Regions from separate parts of the Sus scrofa genome. Here region 2 is linked to region 1. A link is a contact called in public targeted proximity ligation data. All regions are on one chromosome and are shown on one strand. The core of a region is the stretch at or near the end of the contact, and the rest is flanking DNA. Distances in the headings are between cores, read along the strand shown. Region 1 holds the start of VAMP8 (vesicle-associated membrane protein 8). Region 2 overlaps CAPG (macrophage-capping protein).

Region 1 (2,618 bases), core at 38-2,537:
TGTGCCAGCCCGCAGACCACCCTCACCCAGCTCAACTCTCCCTCTCTCTCCGGACCTCCTGGGCAGCCTGATGGCTGTGACCCAGAACAACAGCCACCAGGCTACAAGTCCCTCACAAGGCCCCACCAGAGAGCCGTTGGGCCACAAACTTCTGCTTTCCCCACCATTTAGCGTCATGAGCCGGCACCACGCCACTGCCTGCTTAAGCAAGTATAAAATAAAAACAGCAGCCTGGGCGTTGGGGGAAATGGAGGGCAAGTTCTTCCTGGCCTGATGCCTCATCCCCAGGCTTTATGATAAGGTTTTTGAACAGGGAGGGAGAAACTCCCTCCCTGACCCACTAGACTTCTGGTGTGGGTCCAAACGAGACACTCACAGAAAACCCACTTCTGACTTTCAAACCCTTAGCTCTCTTCCTCACGTTAATGGAGATGAGCTAGATTCCTTGGATTCAGGGGAGAGACACATTCTTTGCGTTTCTGTACAAGAATAGAGAGAAAGGCAAGGGGGATTCCGCCGCTGGGCTGGAACCTGCGACGGGAACAGCAGAGGCGCTGCCCAGGAATGTCACAACACCCGCGGGCCCGCCGGCTGGAGAAGGAGAAGAATTAGGACTCCCCCACCCCCACCGGAGCCCCCCTCCCGGCCGGCTCCGGGGTCAGGGGAGGGAGGGAGCGAAGAAGGAGCAGGAACACCCGCCCAAGGCAGCTCCGAACTATTTGCAGACGAACTGTCAAAGAAGACAGGCCACAGCGCTGGCTCGGCCCTCTGGACTTTGCCACTAACTTTCCTTTGCTGATCCCCAGCCCTCCCCCTCGAACCCTCTGGCTGGGCTTGAAATCAGCCCCTTCTTAGTCTCCAGCTCTCTCACCATGTCTCCGAGCGGCTGGGGCCTGGCGGCAGCAGAACTCGCCTAAATCGGTTTCCTCCCGGGCGGCCGTCGGTTCACTTCCTGCTTGTCCAACTTTCAGCCCGCCCCCGCCCACCTCGCATCCCGAGCCGCTCCGGCCACACCTCGCGCAGGTTCCCCAGGTAGGCGGGCACCCTCCACAGCCCTCCCAGTCTCCTCCCCTGCCAGGGCTTAGGCTTAAAGCCACAGGGCTCCCTGGCACCACAATTCTTCTCACGTATCAGGAACCAGGGAAAAAAAGATCAGGCAGCCCTCCTAGGTTTACTGACGTAGAAAGGGCAGCCATCTCCTCCCCCTCCCGCTTTTTTTGGCCGCCTCACGGCACATGGAATTCCCAGCCGACCAAAGCAGCCTGCGGCAACGCTGGATCCTTAACCCACTGTGCTGAGCTGGGGATCAAACCTGCGTCCTGGAGCTGCAGAGACGCTGCCAATCCTATTGCACCACAGCGGGAAGTCCCGCTTCTTTTTCTAAAGTCCTGAATATCTGACCCTCAATTCTTGGAGATTGAACTCAACTTTCAGCACCTTGTTCGCATGGGAACAGGATGCAGAGATGAACACTTTCTGGACAGACCTTGCTCCCAAGTCTGTTTTAGTGTAGAAAGCACTAAAACCCCCAGAGTCTGGAATGCTGGGATTCTGGGCTCTGGTGTCAGAAGGCTGCAGACCCTGAGTGAACCTCTGCCTGTCTGGGTTTTGCAGGTGCTGACGCTGACCTCAGAGGGTGGTGGTGAGGAATAAAAGGATAGAACATAGCATGTGCCTAGCACAGTGTCTGGAACCAAGGGCTGCCCACTGCTGGAATCAGGAAATGATGGCTCACCAACCCCCCTTTCCTTCCAGAGTTCAACAGTCCTGCATGTACGTCTCTTCAGGAGCCACCATGTGGGTTGGTGAGCCCTGTCAGAAACAGTCAGACGACTGCCCTATGGAGCAGGAAAAGGGGCCCAGGGCAAAGGATTTTTCCACCAACCTGGCTCCAGGCCAGAGAAAATCCACTCTTCCTGGATGGTGTTTATCAAGACAGAAGAACAATAACAGGGACGTGCAGAAGGGAACAAACATTCCTGTCCCATCCCAGAAGAGGTAACAGTTCCAAGAGGGAAATGTTAGTTTCTCTGACAAATGCTTTTTTAAAGAGTCTCATACATTTTGGACCTCTGGAGCATTTTGAGACCCTTAATTTTAATTTATAATGAAACCTTCTTCCAATTAGATAAGATTATTATCTTCTGCAGCTCTGAAATTTGGTGCATAGTAACAGCCTGCTTTCAGAGAATGTGGCTCCTGGACTCCTCAGCATCCTTAGAAAGGCTACAATGTGGCCAAGAAGAGGGAGGTCAGAACCTTTGATCTGTACTTGCTGCTGTCTAGTACAGTAGCCTTGGACCACAAGTGGCTGTTCAACATTTGAAATGTGGCTAGTCTGAACTCTGATGAGATTTAAGAGTAAATGAAACACACACACGGATTTCAGGTGTTCCCTTTGTGGTGCAATGGAAACAAATCCAACTAGGAACCATGAGGTTGCGGGTTCAATCCCTGGCCTTGCTCAGTGGATTAAGGATCCGGCATTACCGTTAGCTGTGGTATAGGTTGCAGATGCGGCTCGGATCCCGCATTGCTGTGTCCGTGGCACAGACTGGCAGCTGTATTCCAATTAGACCCCTAGGCTGGGAACCTCCATATGCCATGAATGTGGCCCT
Region 2 (2,618 bases), core at 73-2,572, 160 kb after region 1:
GGGATGCGGATGTGGAGTAGGATTAGCTGAGTATTAAGGCCCCTTCTGATGCTGATGTCTGTGATTCTGTGACAGTCCCCATCTAAGGGAAGTTTGTCTACAGTCCCTCAGATGTGATGCTTCCGGTTCACTACCCTTATCAGCTAGACCAGTGAGACTTACACGGGTTGTTCTTCATGTCTGTGCCCCTCCCCCTTCATTCTGCCCACTGCCGGGCTCCCAGCATAGACCTTGAAGAGACCCTGTCATGGGCTGCTTGAGGAATGCAGGAGTACTGGGGGTGTCTCCTGTCAGGCCGTGCTCTAAGACAGCCTGTGAGCAGGAACAGAAGAAGGGTCTGCTCCCAGGTGACGGGGCTGGGAGAACTCCCAGAGCGCTGAGGCCACTGAAAGTCCTGGAAGGTTCCTGGGACAGCTGCGGCTTGAAATGAGCCTGGAGGGGTAGTGGGGCTTTGATGGATGTGAGGGTAGAGGTGAGCATCGAGGAAGCCTAAGGAGCTGTGGGCTTGGGCAGAGGGGCTGGAGGGAGAGGAGGAGTGACAGGTCAGATGTCAGGTGGGTGCTCCCCTGGGAGAGCCTGACGCAGAAGGCTGGGGGCCAGCGTTAGAATCACCTGGAACTTCTCCAGCATTGATATCCAGGCTCCACCCTGGAGAGTGGTTTTAACTGGTCTGGTATGTGGCCTGGGCATTGAGATTTTTTTTTTTTTTTTTTGAGGTCCCCCAGTGACTCTAATGTGCAGGCAGGGAGCTCCTGTCACGGCTCAGCAGGTTAAGAACCTGACTAGGATCCATGAGGATGCGGGTTCCATTTCTGGCCTCGCACAGTGGGTTAAGGATCCAGCATTGCCACCAGCTGCAGTGTAGGTCGCAGACGTGGCTTGGATCCGGTGTGGTCCTAAAAAGACCAAAAACAATAATAATAATATGGAGGCAGGTGTGAGATGCTGTCCTGGACAGAGTTACCTGGCAGCAAGAAAACCACCTGGAACATAGTTCAAAATGCAGATGCGGAATCCAATGTGGAATCCAAATCGCCAGGCATGGGTCTTTAGTTTTTATAAGATCCCAAGGCAATGCTAACAGGCAGCCAGGCTGGAGAGCCAGAGAGATGAGGGACGGGCAGCCATCCCCTCTCACCAAAACACTGCAGTGGCTCTCGCCCCACCTGTATCTATTGTGGGCTGCTGCCTGAGCCCTGAGGTCAGTAACGCAGAACAAAAAGCAGACAGCTGACCATCCGCTCTCTTGCTCACACCACCTCTGTCCCTGAGCTCTCCCCACTGGCTTGGGCTTGGGGGTGGCCACCTCACCACTTGAGGCCTGAGTCACAGGCTGAGTCTTCTGTTGCAGGGGATGTGGGCACAGCATGTGACTCTCTGGGGGATGGCCAGCTATTAAACGTTCCCCTCCCTGCCTCCCCCCATTGGGGAAGTGTGATTCCAAAAAACGCCTTCAGCTCTGTTGTGAATTAGGAAGGGGAGGGAAAGTCAGACTTCACATGGGATTTGATACCCATGACCACTGCTCCTGTTTCTCCCTGTTTCCTACTCAGACTCACACCTTTTGTTCTCCCATCTACCCCTCAAAGGTTGCTCTTTGCCCTTCCTGCTTCCTCAGCCCCCAATAGTCTCCTGATGGTGCCAGTTTGCCTTTTTTTTTATTATTATTATTTTGTCTTTTTGGGTCATACCCACGGCATATGAAAATTCCCAGGCTAGGAGCTGAATTGGAGCTGCAGCTGCTGGCCTGTGCCATGGCCAGAGCAACGCCAGATCTGAGACGTGTCTGCCACCTACACCACAGCTCAGGGCAATGCTGGATCCTTAACCCACTGAGCAAGCCCAGGGATCGAACTGTGTCCTCATGGATACTAGCCACTATCACTGAGCCACTACAGGAACTCTGCTAGCCTGCCTTTTAACCTTGGAATTCCCCAGGCTCTTCTCTCGCACTCACTGCTGGGGCTTCCTGTTCAGCTGCACGGCAGGAACTGTGTTGCAGTGCTTGCTGCTGTGGGCGCTGCATTTTCAGCCAAAGAAAGAAGCCCTTTAGTAATGGGAACATAGGAAACAGTGAGTGAAGCTATGGATACTGCATTTGCTGATTTTCTTTTTTTCCTTTTTTTTTCTTTTTATCTTTTGTCCTTTTAGGGCCGCACCCGCAGCATATGGAGGCTCCCAGGCTAGGGGTCAAATTGGAGCTGTAGCTGCCGGCCTATGCCACAGCCACAGCAACACGGGATCTGAGCTGCGTCTGCAACCTACACCATAGCTCATGGCAACACCGGATCCTTAACCCAATGAGCGAGGCCAGGGATTGAACCCGAGTCCTCATAGTTCCTTGTCAGATTCATTAACCACTGAGCCACAAGGGGAACTCCTGATTTTTTTAATTGCAGTTGTTTTACAATACTGTGCCAGTTTTTGCTGTACAGCAAAATGACTCAGTCATACATTTATATACATTCTTTTTTAATATTATTTCCCATCCTGGTCTATCCTCGGAGATTGGATATAGTTCCCTGTGCTATACTATGGGACCTTGTTGTTTGTCCATTATAAATGGAATAGCTTGCATCTACTGACCCCAAACTCCTTGTCCACCCATGCCCTCCTCC

Evidence for each region.
Region 2: a targeted proximity ligation map of alveolar macrophages shows a contact between it and region 1. A contact is called at or near these places in 1 of 5 promoter capture datasets (fetal skeletal muscle), 13 of 47 Hi-C or Micro-C datasets (blood, brain, embryonic fibroblasts and 6 more) and 2 of 2 datasets of targeted methods (alveolar macrophages and skeletal muscle).

Annotation. Positions count from the first base shown.
Region 1 is chr3:59,191,878-59,194,495 of Sscrofa11.1, forward strand. VAMP8 (vesicle-associated membrane protein 8) reads right to left here and starts at 1,288. Exons shown (of 3, transcript XM_003354743.4): 1 at 872-1,288. The coding sequence starts at 874.
Region 2 is chr3:59,354,164-59,356,781 of Sscrofa11.1, forward strand. All of the region lies in intron 3 of CAPG (macrophage-capping protein), which reads left to right. Among named protein-coding and RNA genes, the nearest start is that of CAPG, 20 kb to the left of the region's middle.